Regions from separate parts of the Mus musculus genome. Here region 1 is linked to region 2. The links are chromatin contacts, called in public promoter capture Hi-C maps. All regions are on one chromosome and are shown on one strand. The core of a region is the stretch at or near the end of the contact, and the rest is flanking DNA. Distances in the headings are between cores, read along the strand shown.

Region 1 (7,027 bases), core at 2,156-4,655, 2.4 Mb after region 2:
AAATGGTTTGTGGCTGTAGTCAGAATAGAACTCCAATTGGTCTAGTGAGCTGCCACACTTGTTACCTGTTTTCTTTTCTTTCTAGAGTATCGAGATCGTTACGATTCAGACCGGTATCGGGATGGGTATAGGGACGGATATCGGGACGGCCCACGCAGAGACATGGACCGCTATGGGGGCCGGGATCGCTATGATGACCGAGGCAGCAGAGACTATGACCGAGGTAGTCATGATAATAATACTCAGTTGAAAAACACTTCTCAAGAATTTTCTATTTTGCTCCCCCCCCCCTTTCTGTGTGACCACAATTTGAGATCTGTTATTAGGCTATGACTCCAGGATAGGCAGTGGCAGAAGGGCATTTGGAAGTGGGTACCGGAGAGATGATGACTACAGAGGAGGTGGGGACCGCTATGAAGACCGCTATGACAGACGGGATGATCGGTCGTGGAGCTCCAGGGATGACTACTCTCGGGATGATTATAGGCGTGATGACAGAGGTACTCATCTCTTTCTTCATGGAGCAGAAAACTAGAAAGTTGTTTCTCAGTTGTAAAGGAGGTGGCAGAGCACAGTAGACCTGGGTGTGGATGGCAGCGTGGAGACAGAATGTTTTCATCTTGGATGCTGCTCCATAGCCATCTTCAGTTAACATTTAATGAACTGTAGAAAAGGAGAAGACACAGCCTTCTGTTGCCCTATCAGTGAGGAAAATGAGAGTCCCAGCCAGTCATTATCACTGATTCTATGAATGGTGAGATTAGTTTTCAGAGGTCAACTCTGAGTATTGTGCCCCTAGTTACCGAAACAAAGCACTGTTACAATCAGCTCTAACAAGGGCTAAGAATAAACAGCAGCCACCTAGGCTAAGTGTGGCGACACCATCTGAATGTTAGTTTTTTTCTACCTTTGATCAGGATGAAAATTGGTCTTGTTAGGTAACACTGCTTGATTAAATTTAAGTCTATTTTGAAAGTACTTTGATAATTTGAAAAGTGAAAGAAATTGGACTACTAAGAATTTCATACAAAAGTGTAAGAACTAGATGGAGCCTCCCTTGGCTGTGGAGGTAGTTTAGATTCTAATTGCCTGCCATGCAGAGAGTGAGACTACTCCAGCACTGATGGCTGTGTTCGCCTGTGTCTATAATATACACACCTAAAACTCTTCCATGTCATATTGCTACAAGGTTTTGTTTGTTTGTTTTTAACCTGTTGAAAATGTTCATCTTCAGACCAGATCCTTGAACAAGATTCCTAAGAGTCTCGAGTCTGGCTCTCAGCAGTCACCTCCTGGTGTTTTGGAAACTTTAACTTAGAGTCTCGTTTGCCTTAGGTCCCCCCCAGAGACCCAGACTGAACCTCAAGCCTCGAAGCGCTCCTAAGGAGGATGACGCCTCCGCCAGCACCTCCCAGTCCAGCCGGGCAGCCTCCATCTTTGGAGGGGCGAAGCCTGTTGACACAGCTGCTAGGGAAAGAGAAGTAGAGGAGCGGCTACAGAAGGAGCAGGAGAAGCTGCAGCGTCAGCTGGATGAGCCAAAACTAGACCGCCGGCCCCGGGAGAGGTGAGGCGTCTTCAACAAGGGGCTTCTCCCTACTGCCAAGTCCTAACCCTAGCCCTGAGCACTTGGGAAATGGGAGTGGTTACTGGTTGTCACGCGGATGTGTTTATTGGGTGGGGTGGAGCAGTCTACAGAGTGTAAGAGTGTCACACACTAAAGACTTCTGTGACTTCATGTTTTCAAAAAGACTTGTGCTACACCTGACATAAATAGAAATTGGTAGTGCTTTGGAACAGAAGTAAATAAATGGTTGACCCAATTCTTTTTTTATTGACCTTTGTGAGCATGCATGTAGAGGTCAGAGGACAACTTTGTGCATCTTCAGACTTGGCAGGAAGTGTCCTTGCCTACCAAGTCATCTCACTAGCCTTGATCTTTGAAAACAGGCCACACCAGAAATCACTGAGCCCAGTCAGGCTTCATGCTCTTCATGCTCTTCATGCTCTGCTACCAGGTGGTGCAGGTGCCAGCATGACCTCTAAATTCATTCTCTCTTATTACATAGAGAATGCTTTTTCTTGTTGAATATAGCCAGGAATTATTTCGCTGTTTTTTTCTGTAAGCTTGTATGCTATGGTCATATAGCATACAAACATAAAGAATATAAGAATTGTTAGAAAAATATTTTTGTTTTCTTTGAGACAGGGTCTCTAGTTCTGGCTGTCCGAAAACCAGAATGGCCTCTCAAACTCAGAGGTCTACCTGCTTTTGCCTCCTAGGATTGTTGGGATTAAAAGTATGTGCTACCATACCTGGCACAAATATATATATATATTTTAGGATTTTATTAGGAAAAGCTCAGCACTGTTCTGTCTGAATGACTTTCACATCTGTCTTCAGAGCAGAAGCTAATGTGGAATCCTGAGGTATTCAGAACAGCATATGTAACCTGCTGCCTTGAAATGGTTTAAGATAAAGAAAGCCGTGTGATACAATCTTACACTGATCATGTGGGCCAATGTGACAAAGCTTAAGAATACTTGCTGCTCTTGTAGAATCCCCAGTTTTAATTCCCCTGTTCCCTTAACCACCTGTAACTCCAGTTCCAGAAGATCTCATGATGATGTCTGGCCTCTAGGCACCAGGCACATGCATGGTACACAGACGTACATGTGGGCAGCACATGCATAAAATTAGAATACGGTGGGTAGCTTCTAAGGAACAATGTCCCAAGGTTGTCCTCTGGCCTGCACTCACCAAGACCGTGTATTAATTAATTAATTAATAGATGTTAATTCGTGTAAACCATTTGTATCAGATTCATTGTGGCATTAAGTGTCGTCTTTGTTGATCTCTTGTGTGCAGACACCCAAGCTGGCGAAGTGAAGAAACTCAGGAAAGAGAACGGTCAAGGACAGGAAGTGAGTCATCGCAGACTGGGGCCTCAGCCACATCTGGCAGAAGTAAGTCAGGTGGGGTGGGTATCGGAGTCCTGTCTCCCGCAGATGTGTGGGCGCTGTGCAGTGTTAACTTCTTTTTCCCATGTAGCCTTGGCTGTCCTAAGACTTGTGTGACCAGACTGGCCTTGAGCTCTGCTCAGAAGCTCCTGAGTTAGCAAGGCCTCGAACAGGTGCCAGAATAGACACTTCAGTGATCTGCAGACTGTCTGTCACTAAGGAGAATAGTTGACTGTTAGATGTCTTGTTTTTGTTTTTTACCATTTATTTTGTGGAGGAGTGGGGTCTTGTGTCATGATACAAGGCCAGAGGAAAACTCGGAGCAGTCTGTTTTCCCCAGAGAGAATGTTCCAGTCATTGATTGATCTCAGCAGGTTTTGGTGGCAAGCTACCTGCTATGATATTTTGCCAGCCCTATTTTCTGTCTCACTGGTGTTGGTTTTTTTAGAGCCACCTCACTTTGCACTGGTTTTTGACCTCTTGGGGTGACATTATTTGATGTTGTTTAGGCAACATTAGTGGTGTTCTTGGGGGTAAATGGTCATTTCCTCATTAGCATGTGTGTGTAGTGTCACAGAGTCCTGGGCCACTGATGACTGCACCCCTCCTCCTGTAAAGGAGAAATTGTAGAGTTCCCAGTTTTAATTCCCCTGTTCCCTCAATCACCTGTAACTCCAGTTCCAGAAGATGTCATTATGACGTCTGGCCTCTAGGTACCAGGCACAAAGAAGACACTTAATGCCACGATGAATTTGATACAGATGGTTTACAGGAATTGTAGAGTCCTCCTCTTACTGTGATTCGCTGTTGCTAAAGCTCTCCTTCCTCCCAAGTTTACTTGTACTTGAGTGTTTTAAAACAGCCCAAAGCCAGAGTGATTTGTCAATGGAGCCAAGTGTTGTAAGAGTTTTCTGAAGCTGTTTGACCTTTGTAGTCGCCCTGTAACATGGTGTAGTGCTCCTTCTGGCTAGAGTAAGTGTGATACTGGTTTTGTGTAGCCGCTTTGCTAGAGCTTGTACTTCAGATGTAGGCTGTAACTGTTGGCAAAGCAAGCTCCATGGTTCCAGAGAAGTTTTTGTGCAAATACAAATGTGTCTGGGTTTTTGTCCCCATGTAAAGGCCTCTGCTGAGCTGGAGTTGGGCAGTGGTTCCTGGGCTTTGGTCCTGAGTCCCATTCACCACAAGAGCGTGTTATTCCCAGTTACGGCTGTCCTAATACATAGACAAGTTGTAACACCCCCCCCCCCACCTCCCCGAAAAAAGTGTTCATTCCTTCCAAATAAAGACAAGATTGCTGTTCTTTCAGATAGCTTTTTCCCCTTTTCCAGAAAGCACTTTTCTCCAGGTGGCCTGGAAGCCATTGGTTTATGTGTAACTGTAGCTATCAGGAACCAGTTAGTGTCTGTCTGCTGCTGATGGAAAAGAATGTGATGCCCCTATTCCCCTGCTGCTACAGTCCAGGTGGGCTCTGTACAGCGAGCTCCTCTTCCCCCACAGATACACGAAGGAGAGAGAGTGAGAAGTCTCTAGAAAATGAAACCCTCAATAAAGAAGAAGACTGTCACTCTCCAACCTCTAAGCCTCCTAAACCTGACCAGCCTCTAAAGGTAATGCCAGCCCCTCCACCAAAGGAGAATGCGTGGGTGAAGCGAAGCTCTAACCCTCCTGCCCGATCTCAGAGCTCAGACACAGAGCAGCCGTCCCCTACAAGGTGAGTAGGCCTGTAACAGCAGCTGCTTAGTGGAGGTGCCCTGAGGGAGTGTGTGCTGCAGAGGAGGTTGCCTCCTGTATAATTCATATACTGTTGTCTCAACAGTATCTGTTTTCTTGATTTTTGTTAACCAGTTGACATGAGTTTGGTGGATTAAGATCAGCTATGATGGGAATATTTACCATAGAAATATGTAGACATGCTTTGCCCTGGGACATACTGTCAGTGTAACCTTGCTCACTCAAGTGATTCTTAAATTTTTCCAAGAGAAGACTCCAGCTAAGCATGTTGGATTTCCAAAGCATATGGCCCTTAAGTGTAGAAGACAACAGTCTTTCCTGTATTTTAATATTGTAGTGTGGAATGAAAAGGCAGCCTGGTACATTTGGAAAATGGTGTAAGCTTGTGTTGTCTTTCCTGTAAAAACTGATGGCTGATTGCTTGCTGCTTTATTCCAGTGGTGGAGGGAAAGTAGCTGCAGTCCAGCCCCCTGAGGAAGGACCATCAAGAAAAGGTGAGCCTGCACCATGTGAACAAGTTCAGTTCCTAGCACCCCTGTGGTACTCACAACCATGCATATCTCCAGTTCTTTCCAGGGCATTTGATGTGCACACACGCAGGCAATGCACATAAATAAAATAAATGCCTGTAATGAGAGACTCCAGGATTAAGCATCTTGCCAAAGAATTTTTCTTTTTGTTTTTCTCTAGGCAAGGCTTCTCTGTGTAGCCCTGACTGTCCTGGAACTCTGACCAGGCTGACCTACCTGCCTCTGCCTCCCGAGTGCTGGGATTAAAGATGTGCACCATTACTACCTAGCAAGAAGACATTTTTTAATGGAAGCTGCAGTGTTAGTTCTTGGGTCAAGTGATGTGTTTCAGTCATGGTCATCACTGCTGCCCTGTTAGCCTCCTTTCTGCCAGTCCCCTTCTTCCCAGCCAGCCTCTACTTTCATGGCTTTTGTGAGGGAGTGGCCTACTGTGTTTTATTGAGGATTATAGAAACGCTGACACCTTAGCAGTGGCTCTACTTCCCTACCCCCATCAACGTTCAGCTGTCAATTGTTTTATTGTTGTTGTTGTTTAATGTTCTTTGATGAGCTACCTTTTCTGCCAGAAGAGGGCAGGAATGACTTCTTCAAAGAGTATTTAAAGCTGCCTCTTCCTGGTAAAGCCTGCCTTTGTGGAGAAATTGGACAGGAATAAATGTGTCTGTCCTGTCCAAGTTTGAAATGTCACCATTAGTAAACCAAGGTCACTACAGAACAATCTATCTAGTTCCTATTTCTGTCCTGCTTTCTAGGTGATGGTCACTACAGTAGGACTTTTAATGGGAAAAAAAGGCTTTAGGCTGGTTTGGAGTGGGGATAATTCCCCTTCATACGTGTTTCCTTCAGCTTAAAGGAAAGCAAGGACAGGGAGATGAGTTACTTTCTAACCCTTGAATTTGGTTTTGTGTTTCTGTTTAAACAGATGGAAATAAAGTGGATGTGGTGGGTGCCACACAAGGCCAAGCTGGAAGCTGCAGCCGTGGTCCCGGGGATGGAGGGAGCAGAGACCACTGGAAGGACTTGGATAGGTATCTATATTTTTTTTCCTCACTGTTTATGAATCTTGTAGTGTTAGACGCAGGGAATCTTTATAAAGTAGTTCTTGGCTTTCTCAAGCATTGCCAGGTTTACCACTGTGAATAAACTAGAGTCACGGTTAGATTTGCAGAATCTAAAAATAATGCACTATCCCAGCAACACTATTGAATACCTATTGTGTCTCTGCAGGAAGGATGGCAAAAAAGATCAAGACTCCAGATCTGCGCCTGAGCCAAAGAAACCTGAGGAGAACCCAGCCTCTGTAAGTGCCATGTGCCTTTCCTCTTAGTTTTGCGTCTGACTCCTTTTGTCTCCAGTGAGCACACTTAAGGTGGGGTTACCTTCCTCGGCTCTCGGAAAGAGGATGTGTGCGGCCGTCCACTCGTGCCCCTGACCCTCCCTGCTCTCGCAGAGGAACGGGTGTGGTCTGGGCTCCCATCCATGATCCGTCCTCTCCTGTTACAGAAGTTCAGCTCTGCAAGCAAGTACGCTGCTCTGTCTGTGGATGGCGAGGATGAGGATGAGGGCGACGACTGCACTGAGTAGGACCTCCGCACCCTGTGCTTTCTCCTAGTCTCCACCCCGGAACATTCAAGAGCAAATCAAACCTCTATCCAGACAAGACAAAATAAACTCACCATCTCCTGAAGACCTTTCTAAACTTTTTTTTTAATGAAATGAAATTCTTTTGCATGCTGCTGCAGCCTTTTAAAGTATTGAAGTAACTGGAGAATCACCATTGTAGCCAGAGACGTGGCTACCGCTTTTGA
Region 2 (6,290 bases), core at 3,444-5,943:
AGTGAGTAGTTCTGCCTTCCAGGCCTTAACATTTTCAGGGGATGATTAGCCCAGGTTCACACATTGGCCTCTAGGCGGCGCTAGCTGTGCTGAGTTGGGCCCCAGGAGCTCTTGGTAACTGATTTGACTCACTTGTTGCTGTCCAGACTGCTGCCCCCAAAGAGATCTTGGTAGAGTGGAGTCCTTACACTTTCAACTGTCTCTGCGTCTTCCTTTAAGTATTGGTGGGCTGTAGTAACTGACGTGTTTTATTTTCTTGATAGCAGTTTCTGTAGCTAATGGGTGACTCGTAGACTAATAGAGCACTAGCTTGTCTGGGTTACTGATCTGTACCTTCCTCTTGGCCCCTGATCCTTTAGATTTATCCTTCAGACAGCCAGGAACACTTAACGCCTGGTTGTACAATGCTTCAAAGACTGTTAGCTGTTAGCAACAGGGTTGTGGGGACATAAACTAGAGTGGCCTAGTGCTCTCTGGGGACTTAACCTGCCCCTTTCTTTACCACCGTAGCTGCAGCCCCTTATCTCCAGCCACTAAGAGACATGGGAAGTAAGTCACAGAGTTGGTAGAAATCTGTAAAGTGCTTGATTTGATAGCATAGCAGTAGTGTAGAGTAGCTAGACCTGTGGCCTAGAGTCAGCTCAAGTTCTAGCTCTGTAACGTACTGAATGTAGTGTGTCGTAGACTCATAGACAGCTTAGCCCTCAGTAAATTGAAGCTTAGGTTTCTTTTTTTTTTTTTTTTTTTTTTTTTTTTTTTTTAATATCCAAAACGTGTTTATTGGGAAGGTTCCCACTCATCTTCAATCAGGGGCTTTCAGTGCTGCTTCCTCCTGAAGGAGCATCCTTCTGTCAGCCTTGCTTTTCCACCTGTAGGCTGACAGAGGACAGTGGAGCAGCCAACACACAAGACTACCGTTTGTGCATGGCTAAAGACCGTGGTGATTTTATAGCATCCTGGGCATTTCACGTCCATAAAGTAGGAATTGGGGCTCTGCACCAGGCGCTTTTTTTTGTGTTTCCTCTTCTCCTCTTCTGGAGCGGGATGAAGGAGATCCTTTGCGAGAGGCATGTTCTCGTAGGGAGGTCGTCACCGCCGGAAAGGCGAAGCTTAGGTTTCTGTTCCATGTATAAAAGTCATTTTGTGGGTGAAATTATCACTGGGAATTTAAGCCTTTTTTTTTTTTTTCTTTTTCTTTTTTTTTTCCGAGACAGGGTTTCTCTGTGTATCCCTGGCTGTCCTGGCACTCACTCTGTAGACCAGGCTGGCCTGGAACTCAGAAATCCACCTGCCTCTGCCTTCCAAGTTCTGGGATTAAAGGCGTGCACCACCACTGCCAGGCGAATTTAAGCCTTTTTAAACACCGCCATTTCAAACAGGATTAGAAGGTTCTGCCTACATAGACAATAATTCCAAAGCCATATGTGTTTTTAGAGATACCTTGAGCTGTTGCTCTTCCCCAGTAGCCTCAGTAATCAAAGTTAAATGTTGAGTTATTACCGACACGCGTCCCTCCCACCCCAGCTCTTCCTCTGGAAGAGTACACCCTGACACCTTCCTCTCTGCAGTGGCACAGGACCGCCACTACCCAGGAGACCGATGGCTTCCAGGTGAAGCGGCCAGGAGATGTGAATGTACGGTGTACTGTCCTGCTGATGCTGGACTACCAGGTATGCTTTGGAGGTGTGAAGGAGTCCAGCTTTCACGGCCATATTGCATGAGTTCTTACTCAGAAGGGTCAAAGTCTATAGCGACAGCAAGCGAGTCTCTCTGTCCTCTAGCTTTGCTATCCAGATTTGCCAATGTTTGTTAGATTGAATGTGTTCCTGTACTGAGCGCCCCAAAAGACACATGGAGCCAGCTCGTTAGCTTCATCTGTACTCTTGGTTCCCCGCAGCCCCCCCAGTTTAAATTAGACCCTCGCCTGGCTCGGCTCTTGGGCATCCATACCCAGACACGTCCAGTGATCATCCAAGCACTGTGGCAGTATATTAAAACACACAAGCTCCAGGACCCTCACGAGCGAGAGTTTGTTCTCTGTGACAAGTACCTCCAGCAGGTATGTGAAGGGCACCTTCTATTTTGGGAGTCTCATCGCACTGAATGTGCCGATTTGTAGCCTCTCCCTCTTCCCCGCCTCAGATCTTTGAATCTCAGCGGATGAAGTTCTCAGAGATCCCTCAGCGGCTCCACGCCTTGCTTATGCCACCAGAGCCCATCATCATCAATCATGTCATCAGGTGAGTGTGTGCTGGCGCCCGCCTGCCCGCAGAGCAGTGAGTGTGTGCTGGCGCCCGCCTGCCCGCAGAGCAGTGAGTGTGTGCTGGCGCCCGCCTGCAGAGCAGTGAGTGTGTGCTGGCGCCTGCCTACAGAGCAGTGAGTGTGTGCTGCCGCCCGCCCGCAGAGCAGTGAGTGTGTGCTGGCGCCTGCCTACAGAGCAGTGAGTGTGTGCTGGCGCCCGCCCGCAGAGCAGTGAGTGTGTGCTGGCGCCTGCCTACAGAGCAGTGAGTGTGTGCTGGCGCCCGCCCGCAGAGCAGTGAGTGTGTGCTGCCGCCTGCCTACAGAGCAGTGAGTGTGTGCTGGCGCCCGCCTGCCTGCAGAGCAGCTTGCACGGCCCGTTGTCAGGCTGTGGTGGTCTTGTTAGATGTGCCTGTTCTGTTTCTGTTTAAATTACATAAGCTCCTTACTATATTAAAACTGATGGTGACACCAACTTGTGCTTGCCTGTTACTCTGCTCGCCTGTGAGGGGTTTATGCCCTGGAGGTGACTGTTGTGGTGGCATGCTCTTCTCTGGCCCATGCTAGAGTTAATGGCTGGATGTGGGCCAGCACTGTCATAGCAGGCCCACTTCCCTTTGGAGTCTAGTTACCAGCTCCCACTATGGTGGGATCAGCAACCACCTTTTTTTTTTTCTGAGACAGGGTTTCTCTGTGTAGCCCTGGCTGTCCTGGAACTCACTCTGTAGACCAGGCTGGCCTCGAACTCAGAAATCCACCTGCCTCTGCCTCCCAAGTGCTGGGATTAAAGGTGTGCGCCACCACTGCCAGCTTGGACTCCTGCTTAAAACTTTACACAAAATGCCTTTGGTGCTACTTGAATTTTATGACTTTCATAAAGCCAAGCTCAGCCCAGCAAGATGGTTCAGCAGGTTAAAGGCTCTAGCTGTCTGGCCTGACATCAACCCAGGCACCCAGTGATAGATGGAGAGAACTGGTTCCACAAATGGTCCTCTCACCTGTAGAGTGTGCACACACACGCGCACACATAATAAGTAAATGCAATGAAAACCAAATTTAGTGAGTTACAATTTGTTATTCATAGAGACAGGCTATATCATACGTTATATCTATTTAGAGTACAGACATCTGGAGATACAGCTCCATACAGCTCTCAGAAGGAAGATGTAGAGCGTCTCCTCTGTGCCCTTTGACCTTTGCAGTCGCTTTGTTTCCCCCTCATCCCTGGACCATCTTTCTGACGTTGGCAGGTAGGTCTCAGGGACAGCCATTTACTGAACCCTGTTGCTTTCCTCCCCAGTGTGGACCCAAATGACCAGAAAAAGACCGCGTGCTATGACATTGACGTGGAGGTGGATGACACTCTGAAGACCCAGATGAACTCTTTCCTGTTGTCCACTGCCAGCCAGCAGGAGATCGCCACTCTAGACAACAAGGTAGGGCTCTCTGTCCCTCCCCTCCATCATAGCTCCTCACTGCCTTTTGATTTTTGGTTTTAACTAAAAACATATTGATATCCAGAACCAGCACATGCCAGGCTGTTGGCAGTGTTGGGTGATAAGTGGAGGCAGGCTCACACACATGCACCTAGAGCTGCCTGTTAACGTTCTAGTTTTTGGTTTTGGTTTTGGTTTTTGGTTTTTCGAGACAGGGTTTCTCCGTGTAGCCCTGGCTGTCCTGGAACTAGAGCCCAGGCTGGCCTCGAACTTAGAAATCCGCCTGCCTCTGCCTCCCAAGTGCTGGGATTAAAGGTGTGCACCACCACTGCCTGGCTACATTTTGTTTTTGTTTTCAGTATTTCGAGTCCATCTCTCCCTTATAGACTAGGCTGGCCTTAAACACACGATGATTCTCCTACATCGTGTTCAGCAGAGAAGCCATGGTGGCTCTGTGCATGAAATGAGACCCATGTTTTTAAAGACCCGGGCCTGTACCTAGCCCAGTAAGACAGTAGTGGACGGATGCTCTTCCTACTCTTCCTGCTGCTACCATTGGTATTGTTAACAATATAGGCAGAGTTGCTGTAGGCAAAGCCAAAGTGCCTTGTGACCACCAGAGATAACTTATGTCTGGGCTATCCTGGGAGAGTAGGTGCCTCACCTAAATTCCAAAGGGTAACGTGGACTCGAACAGCTGGGGAAGGAGCACAGCAGTGCTGGGGGGTGGGGGGGGAGAGGGAGACAGAAAGAGAGAGAGAGATAGAGAGAGAGAGAGAGAGGAGAGAGGGAGGGAGGGAGGAGAGAGGGAGAGAGAGAGAGATAAAAAAGATAGATAGAGAGACAGACAGAGACAGAGAGAGGTATGCAGAAAGCTAAAACTCCCTTTCATCAGCCTTAGGAGGCAGGTATGGTGGTTCCCTCCTGTAACCCCAGCGCTTGGCAGCAGAGGCTGCAGGCACACCACAAGTTCAGGGCCAGTCTTGTGTACATAAGGAGTTCCTGGCCAGATGACCTCAAAACCAGCATAAGAAGTACAGAGCTCTCTGGCTGAATGTGACACAAGGTGCCAGGGTGCCACTGGGGCAGTAGGAGCCTGGTTGTAAAGCTTTGATCTGGGAAAAGCGTGTGCAAACCTTCTTCATGGAGGTCCTAATGCTCTTTGCATTAGCAGGTAGGTGGAGAGCGTTGATGAGGGGTAGATCTGGAGCAAGTCCACTTCAGAGACCAGACTGATAGTCTGTGTGAGAGAGGTCAAGGTTCTAGAGTTCTGTTTTGAGAGTCACAGTAAAGGAATGTGGCCCCTGTTGGATGGGGCTGAGAGGAGGCCTGCCTGGGGTGGAGAGTTGTCTGCAGTAAGATTGAGAAGAGGAGCAGCGGGAGGAGATGTTAGAAAAATGGGAACCATTTTAGTTTGGGAGATTTCAGCCCAGGTGTCTTGAGATGTGGAGAGAGCACGTGGGTCTGTTGGAAGGTGGCAGGTGATCAGACACTGAAAGCACAACTTTCCTTACCTGGATAGAAGCAAGCACGCTGCTTTCTGAAGGGGGCCAGAGGGCTGCAGGAGCTCTTAGACCCAGTGGACTCTGGGCAGCAAGCCCAGCAGGGCCAGCCTGCGTCTGCCTTTACTTTAGAGCTTCTCTGCCTTGAACATGGAGCACACTTCTTCCTTTCAGATCCATGAGACGATAGAGACCATCAACCAGCTGAAGACCCAGCGAGAGTTCATGTTGAGCTTTGCCCGAGACCCTCAGGGTTTCATCAATGATTGGCTTCAGTCCCAGTGCAGGGACCTCAAGGTAGGAGCCTGGGAAAGGCCCGGAGGGACCTAGGGAGTGCAGCGTGTGGTCACTTTACTCCTGTGCAGAGAGCTGGGGGACAAGGGAGGGATCACCGGTCTTGTTTTTTGTTTGTTTTAGTACATCTCAGGGTCCGTGCTAGAGTTGATAAAGGGAGTAGATGCAGGACATGAGGACATAGTCAGTGCTTCCCAGTGTTGTCTCTGGACTCCCAGCTGTTGGGACTAGAACTGAGGATCTGGGCTCTGCTCTCCCGCAGATGTATTCCATCAGGAAAACATAGCTAGTGTGAGTAAAACGTTGGAGATGCTTCCCAGGAGAAGACCATCATAAGCCTAGACGGGAACATGCACCTGGGTGTCACAGCTCAGGTGCTTGGTGTGCTGTGACTGCTGTGGCCAGCACAGCAGAAAGGGCACCTGGCAGTGACTTAATGGGTGCTTGGGTCACGTGACTTGGGATGTCATTTATTTGTTTATTTTGGCCTGCTGGGTCTTTTGAAGAAACCTGACCCAAACTGGGTAGCTTGAGCAATGGGGATTGTCTCCCAGTGGTGGAGACTGGAAATCCAGAGTGAAAGTGACAGGGTTGGTCTCTGCTATGCTCTCTGCTAGCTTCTGGTGACCCTGTGTGTCCCTCAGGTCAGGCTTGCTGTCTTTGTGTGTCTTCACATTGTGTCTGTGTATCTCTCTTTGTCTACATTTCCCTCCTTCGTAAGGACACCAGTTATACTGGATTAGGGCCAATCCCAATGAGCTCACCTTAACTTGACTATCTGCAGAGACCCTATTTCCATATCAGGTCACATTCACAGGTG

Evidence for each region. Promoter capture Hi-C pulls out the DNA fragments that hold promoters and counts their contacts.
Region 1: a contact with region 2 is called in a promoter capture Hi-C map of liver, with 6 times the contacts expected there. The contact joins two enhancer-like sites.

Annotation. Positions count from the first base shown.
Region 1 is chr15:102,088,531-102,095,557 of GRCm38.p6, forward strand. Eif4b (eukaryotic translation initiation factor 4B) reads left to right here. Exons shown (of 15, transcript NM_145625.3): 7 at 86-223; 8 at 327-500; 9 at 1,336-1,564; 10 at 2,867-2,964; 11 at 4,456-4,669; 12 at 5,128-5,183; 13 at 6,142-6,247; 14 at 6,447-6,519; 15 at 6,723-7,027. The coding sequence ends at 6,803. Among named protein-coding and RNA genes, the nearest start is that of Tns2, 11 kb to the right of the region's middle. Within about 2 kb of position 3,406, at least 74 of the 459 cell types and tissues checked have an H3K27ac peak or open chromatin away from gene starts, as enhancers often do. A contact at or near this core is called in liver, where this site is marked.
Region 2 is chr15:99,705,743-99,712,032 of GRCm38.p6, forward strand. Smarcd1 (SWI/SNF related, matrix associated, actin dependent regulator of chromatin, subfamily d, member 1) reads left to right here. Exons shown (of 13, transcript NM_031842.2): 6 at 1; 7 at 1,569-1,670; 8 at 1,898-2,059; 9 at 2,143-2,240; 10 at 3,539-3,674; 11 at 5,351-5,473. It also overlaps the pseudogene Gm17241. Among named protein-coding and RNA genes, the nearest start is that of Gm34939, 5.1 kb to the left of the region's middle. Within about 2 kb of position 4,694, at least 13 of the 459 cell types and tissues checked have an H3K27ac peak or open chromatin away from gene starts, as enhancers often do. A contact at or near this core is called in liver, where this site is marked.